2 separate regions of the Muntiacus reevesi genome follow, and region 1 is linked to region 2. A link is a contact called in public Hi-C data. All regions are on one chromosome and are shown on one strand. Each heading gives the region's core, a stretch centred on a gene start, on an enhancer-like site or on the middle of the called end of the contact. The rest is flanking DNA. Distances are from core to core; before and after follow the strand shown. Region 1 holds the start of MSTN (myostatin). Region 2 holds the start of ASDURF (ASNSD1 upstream open reading frame).

Region 1 (3,461 bases), core at 674-3,173, 390 kb after region 2:
ACGGAGCAGCTGTACCGATCAGTCTGGAGAAAGGAACCCCTCCCCCAGGCCTGAATTACCTGGGGGCAAGACACACTGAGCAAGAGCTGAGCTCGGGAATTAGTAGAAAATACAGTGCATCTGCTACGCTAGGGCGCTGGGACAGGCTTTCAAAGAGGGGGAAAAAACTAGCAGGTAATTAGCACCAAAATTTAGATGTTGTATTCAAGCTATTTCAAAACTTAGAAAACACTGTCTTTAGGGCCAGGCTGTCATTGTAAGCAGAAGCACTTAGCAATTCCTTGCCTTTTTGTTTTCTCAAGATTGTGTATAAATAAGGCAAATCTATTCCAGGATTATCTGATAGCACAGTCCTAAAGGAAATCTATTTGTTGCCTTATAACCTAGTTACTTAGTAAGAAAAACCAGTACTTTGAAACTGTTTTGAGTCCAGTTTAAAGTGGGTAGAGCACTGTATAAAGCAAGATCAGAGACACATGGCACAAAAATCTTTCTTGTCATGCCTTCTCTGTTAGGGTGCCTGTCTCCCTTTCCTTGAGTATAGGTTTTAACTGCCTGCAACAGAAATGGTATGAAACATATTATCTTTCAGAAACAACATAGATAGTACATACAGGTGATAGTTCTCCCTCCTATAAGGAATAAAATAATATTTTAGAAGGTTATTAAGCATGTGCCTCCTAGATATGTGCAGACCAGGTACTCTCAACAATAGTACCATGGTCAGGGTATAAGGGGAACTTTGTAAGCCATAACCTACTCAATTAAAGTGTTTATTTCTTAGCATTTTCTGCTAATTAGCTCATGATTTATCATTATGCAGTGTTTACTTCCTTATTGCTCTTACTAATACATTAAGTTTATTTATTAAGAATATTTTTTATCCTTTCCACTGTAATAGCTTTCAAAATTAGATGCTCTGTGAAGAACATAAAAACCCTTTGAGAAATAGTTTTGAATAGCAGAAGTCATTCTAAGTGTTCAGCAAATGTCCAAATAGGCTTCAACATCTACAGATTTCTTCCTTTCTCTTTAATTAGTGAAAAAAAAAAAACCTGTTATTACAAATGCATATTTCAGGCAACCAAATGCAATTAGGAAATTTCATGTAAACTTTTCACACTGCTGTTACTGTCTCCCAATCCTTCGCCTTGGTAGCATTAAGCTGTGAAAACATAAACATGTTATAGCTGTGTAAACTATATAACATGAATGCTATGCAAGCATTTCATTTTTTATTTTTAGCTTTTGAGCTCTCTAAGGAGACAATGTAGCAGCTTTCAGTCTCATTAGTATATTTCTCAGGAAATCTTGAAAGAAGCTCTTTTCCCTCCTGCTTACGTACAAGCCAGCAGCTTGTTAAAAGAGCCTGAAAATAGATCGGTTTCTCATAAACACTAGAACAACAGTCAGCAGAATCGTCGCTCTGCACTAGCAAGGCTACTCACACTCCGTGGGCATGGTAATGACCGTTTCCGTCGTAGCGTGGTAGTCATCATCTTCCAAGGAGCCGTCACTGCTGTCATCTCTCTGGACATCGTACTGATCAATCAGTTCCCGGAGTGGAGGAGCTTTGGGCAGAAGTTGTCTTATAGCATCTTTGCTGATGTTAGGAGCTGTTTCCAGGCGAAGTTTACTGAGGATTTGGATTTTTATGGCTTCTAGTCTTAAGGATTTAGTGTTTTGTCTCCACAAACATGCATTACACAGCCCCTCTTTTTCCACATTTTCCTTCTGCTCGCTGTTCTCATTCAGATCCACTGGGCCAGCAACAATCAGCATAAATAGGTAAATATAAACACAGATTTGCAGTTTTTGCATGGTTTTAAAATCAAGACAATCTTTTCCCTTGTTCTTCCTTCTTCCGTTTACTTTTCTTTTGCTTTTGAGTAACGCCAAGCCAAACGTTAATGCCTGCCCAGGCTGAGAGACAACTTGCCACACCAGTGAATCTTTTATACTGTATTCCAAGTGGCTTTTTATATTCCAACTTTGATGAGACAAGTGTCGTCGGGATCTGTGATTGGCTCTTGCTCCACAATGAATCTCGCTGTCAGAGGTTAAAACCCTGTCTGTCACAAGTCACCACACAGTATTTTGTTACAGTCAAGGGTGAGCTGATTCATTTGACTACTTCTTAAAAGGAATAAATCTATGAATAATAAAGGCTGTATGTGACATTCGAAAAATTAAAAACTATATTAGCAATAACATATACACTTAGATCTTATTCATCTTTATATGTGAAACTTTAAAATTATAATTTAAGTGAATAAATCTTAATTTACACTTCATGCTTAAAAAGTGGATATGTTCTTCCCTCAGAAAATAAAATGACTTTATATTATTTAAGTAAGCATTTGAAGTAAAAAGAATTTTATTTGTTATATTAAATTATTTTTAGTCTTGTATAATTAAAAAATACAGATTTATTTAGGAAGACTTAAATGAAAAGATTGTCATACTAGTAAAAGATTTTCTGCTATAATTTGAGAAACTTGTTTCCCTGAATAAATTCTTAGTGCATAATGAAAAACCCTACTTTAATATTAAATTGCTCGTGGAATTACTTTTAAATAATACCTTTTATTCATATGAAAATTGTATTTCAGTTTCAATTGACTACTATTAAGGTACTTCCTATCCTAAAGTTGCAGATTAATATTGCTCAGAGGATGTGTTTTTTCATTGTTTATTACAAAGGGGATATTGTCAGCTATTTGAACTTAGAATAACTTAGAATGACATAGAATAAGAAGATAGTGAATTTTATGATGGGTAATGAAGTTTTCCTCTGCTTTCCAGTGGTAAAAGAAAAAATGTAGTTACCTACTCTCTGTAAATTATATCCGAACATTGTGAACGCAGAAAAGGAAAGGAGCACCATAATAAAGGGTGCCCATTTTTCTACTCTCAGTACTGGGCTAGTACATTTTTATACTTCCTACTACTGGGCTACTTCCTAGTACTTCCTTTGTCAGTTTCTCATTGACCGGAGTACAGATACCTGGCAGGGATTTGGGGTAAGGTTTGGGAGCAGAGAATGGGGCTTTTTCTTCTCTAAATTTAAGTGGCCCCTGTAGGGATCAAACTCTCAACCTTAGCTTTGGGAGCCACAAGATCTAATCAAATGCACTATTAAAAAGCTAAACAAATATAGCTAGTAAGAAACAGAAGCTGTTTCCGGGCCACAGGAGATTTATTTTTCCTACTACTTTTGGGGAAGCTAAGGACTCCTAAGGGAGTTAATCCATTACTTTTTTTCCCAAGAGAGTGCAGTGGTTCATATCAAATATTTATTTTTTAGGTCACTACTTTCGCACATTGTACACTAATTTACTGCCTCAGTGCACTAAAATGCAACTCAGTAGCCTGAAAAGTTAATGCATTTTCATCAAATTCTTAAGAGGTATCTACATCTCTTGAGAAAAAATGGCCTTACATAATGCATTAGATTTGCC
Region 2 (4,035 bases), core at 789-3,288:
ACAGAATAGGAAAACATTTTACATTTACTCAGCAAAATATAAAGGCTGTTATAAATTATAGACACAGACATATAGAGAACTTACAGCTTCAGTTTTACAAACTGATCCCCAGGGTGAACTAAACAGAAACACGAAAGTTCACCAGTTTAGATATCAAAAAGCTGTTCATCCCAGTTGGTGCACAACATTCTTAATTAATTTGAGCTCACAAAGGACAAATGAAAAGACTAGAAACCTGGATTCTTTGTTTTCTCACTTCTGATAGAGACTAGATCTCCATCAACCAAAAATTATCACCAAAAGTGTACATGTGTGATCAGTCACTTGAGCCATGTTCGACTCTTTGCAAACCTATGAACTATAGCCCATCAGACTCCTCTGTCCACTGGATTCTCCAGGCAAGAATACTGGAGTGGGTTTCCATGCCCTCCTCCAGGGGATCTTCCTGATCCAGGGATCAAACTCCGGTCTCCTGCATTGCAGGCAGGTTCTTCACCACTGAGACACTGCTGAAGCCCTATCATAAAATGGTTAGGCTACAAAACAGAATTCCCAATCATTGTTACCAATGCGGAATAACTTAGCTAAGCAAAATTAGAAACAAAACCAAAATTTTAAAAAATCAGTAAAAAGACAAAACAGACAGTAACCTTAATTCTATAACCGCTTTGGATGTACTCTAAGAGCCAATAAAAGATATTCTTGGGTTTAAACAACTCATGAGGTACACTTCCTTAGCCATAAAATTTGACTCCATCACACGGGTTCACTTGGGCATCTTCATGAAAACTTAAGATATCCTATGTTAAAGTATACTTTTCAAAAACAGAAAATCATTTTCCCTCTACAAATATAAAATGAACATTTGTCAAAGTTTTATTCAACTCATTAATTAATGAGTTAAAAATCAATTCAAAGAGTTTATGAGAAAGTAGACATATATTGATGCTTTTGACCTGTGGTGTTGGAGAAGACTCTTGAGAGTCCCTTGGACTGCAAGGAGATCCAACCAGTCAGTCCTGAAGGAAATCAGTCCTGAATATTCATTGGAAGGACTGATGCTGAGGCTGAAACATTTTGGCCACTGATGCAAGGAACTGACTCACTGGAAAAGACCCTGATGCTGGGAAAGATTGAAGGCAGGAGGAGAAGGGGACAACAGAGGATGAGATGGATCGATGGCATCACTGACTCAATGGACATGAGTTTGAACAAGCTCTGGGAGTTGGTGATGGATAGGGAAGCCTGGTGTGCTGCAGTCCATGGGGCTGCAAAGAGTTGGACAGGATTGAGTGACTGAACTGACTGAGACATATATTAATTTTAAAAATTAGGATAGGATTGCAGAGTTAGATGCAAAACTAATTAATATCTTGAAGAACACTAAATCACAGTTTGTGGAGGTGTCTGGTCTATCAGGTAGAAATTATTTTCATATCTACCAGTAATCTACCAGTTACACCCCTCCACTGCTAACAGAATATAAATGAGCCCAGTCAATAAAAAGTCAAACCTAAAAAAGCTACGAAAGAACACCTAAGTAATCTCTTGCCTATTTTCAAGTTTGGGATAATTTTTCTCATGGGGTGAGATATTGCAAATATTGCACAGGACAATATACTAAAATTTCATTCATTTATCTGAAATTCATATTTAACAGAGAATCCTGCATTATCTCTTAACCCTAACAACAAACTAACATTAACTTTACCAAGTCTGTACAGGGTCATTACCAACAGTGTATCTCTTAAATCTGTGTCTGGCTTCCATATTTTTGCCTAGATAATAAATATTAAGTGGTATTTCTACTGAACTTTTATTCTTTATATTCACCACTAGGGGGCGCATATAATTTACAGTCTACTAGATGCCACAGGGTAAACAGCGTTTCAACATCCCGTCCGCTAGGGTCCGTTCAGGGCCCTAATCACTTGTGCGCACGCGCGCAAGTACTCCTGGCCCAGATCCGGACTGCGCAGGCGTTCCAGTGAGCACGCGGACGCCATTGACAGGACTCACCGGAAATTGAAAGGGAGGGGCTGGGGCCGCTGGGAGCGCCGACGCGCCGGGGCGACGGACGCGGAAGTGCAGGAGTGCCGCCGGCCTGGCTCCCTGCGTGGTTGCGGAGATGCCCAGCCGAGGTGAGCGACCCGAGGACGGCGCTGGGCTCGTCCCTGCTGAGAGCTCGACCCCGCACAAGGAGGAGCTCAGCAGCAAGGTGAGCGCGGGGCAAGGTAACAGGGCCCTCGGGCTGCTCACCGCCGGAGACGAGTCGCGGTGGCCCCGTGGTCCAGTCTCGACTTGGCCCTGCTGCCCCAGGTACAGTGAAAGGGACACCTTGAAACTTGCCCCGAGGTCAGACCCAGATGGCAGTAAGGCGGAAGCTTAGTTGGTTCTGGTTTTTTTTTTTTTTTAATTACCATTTTTTAACATTTTAAAAAGTATCATACCGTAAAATTTGGCTCTTTTTCGTTTTCTCTATATTTAACGCGTGTATAAATTTGTGTGACCACCACCACAGTTGGAATATAGACAAGTTCCTCGACGCTAAAAGACTCCCTTTATAGCCATGCTTTCCCGCGCGCAGAAGCTCCGGCCGTCCCTGATCTGCTCTGCATCAGGACAGTTTTATCCCTCCCAGCACATCATGTAGATGAAATCACAGCTTATGCCTCTCTCCCGCTTAATGTCTTTGAGATTCATGGTTGGGTTTTTTTCCTATGTACACTTAGTTAAAACTTTTAGAAATTACCACCAGCCCTAGATCGGCTGCCTGTAGTCTCAGAAAATGTCAGCACCATCCATGCAGTTGTCCATGCCAGTAACCTGGGAGCCCATCTTTGCATCCATCACGAAGTTCTATCAGTTTCACTTTTGAGGCCTCTTTGTAAGGTCTCCCTTTATCACTGTGTACACTTTTAACCATCTTAAACCCGCCCCTTGCATCTGCCATAGGGAATCCTGCAAAAGTTTCGCAGCTGGTCTCTCCTTATCCATCTCCTTATCCATTGTTACCTTCTTCCCGTCTGTCCTTCATTTAATTGGACCTATGCTCCTAAAAATGTTATTTCATTGTTGCTCTTTTGCTCCTCCCCTCACAAAAGGGAGCCAATATAACGCCATAAATGGAAAAAAGAAAAAAAAATTTTTTTAATTTGAAATGAGGATGGCTATAATCTTTCAGGTAATAGATGTCTGAGATAATACTTTGGTTCTGTCCCAAACTGACACTGGCATCTTGGGCACATCTCTGATTCCTCTGTTACAATTTCCTTGTCTGAAGTGTTAAAGTATACCTGCCATTTCTAAAATGAATGGGAAAGTGCTATTCGAAGCCTTAAAACGAAGTTGTACAAATTAAGTCTTGGAATTCAGCCCAATCTCTGTAATCAGTCACTGCAGTGACTGGCAGGTGGAAGGCAGAAGGGTACACATCTGTGGGGAATGAATTTTCAAACTGCACACAGCCTGCTCTGATTACTATCATAGCATGCCACTTACACTTACATATAACAGATCCCCCAGGCATCAGAGTTTACAAAATAACGCTGTTAGAGGCTCTAGTGACACTGTGTAATCAGTCATGTTTGCAGTATGGCTATCTTTACTGAAAAGTTTAAAAGAAATTTAGTTTCCATTTAGTTGAGCCCTCTTCTACTTAAAAAAGGTGAGACCTAGTTCAAGAATGCCAGCCCTGTGCTAGCTTTTGAGATACAAAGAGGAATAAAGCAAAGATGGAAAAGTGATGAGTCATACTACCCCTGGTGGCTTAGACCAGAAAGAGTCGTCTGCCTGCAGTGCCAGAGACGTGGGTTCAATCCCTGGGTGGAGAAGATCCCCTGGAGAATGGAGTGGCAACCCACTCCAGTATTCTTGCTTGGAGAATCCCATGGACGGAGGAGACTGGTAGTCCACGCGGTCGAAGAGTCAGACATGATTGAACGACTAATACTTACTTACCCTCCATGTAGGATACTTAACTACTACTTGCTTAGTCTGTCTGGCTATACCATTTTGTATGTAAATCATGAAAAG

Evidence for each region. A called contact is a pair of places that touch in the nucleus more often than the background predicts.
Region 1: a contact with region 2 is called in a Hi-C map of blood, with 3 times the contacts expected there. The contact joins the promoter of MSTN here to the promoter of ASDURF in region 2. A contact is called at or near these places in 2 of 3 Hi-C or Micro-C datasets (blood and muscle).

What each region holds. Positions count from the first base shown.
Region 1 is chr3:262,927,020-262,930,480 of mMunRee1.1, forward strand. MSTN (myostatin) reads right to left here and starts at 1,924. Exons shown (of 3, transcript XM_065927948.1): 1 at 1,449-1,924. The coding sequence starts at 1,821.
Region 2 is chr3:262,541,368-262,545,402 of mMunRee1.1, forward strand. It overlaps ASDURF (ASNSD1 upstream open reading frame), which reads left to right and starts at 2,039. Exons shown (of 4, transcript XM_065931916.1): 1 at 2,039-2,218. The coding sequence starts at 2,129.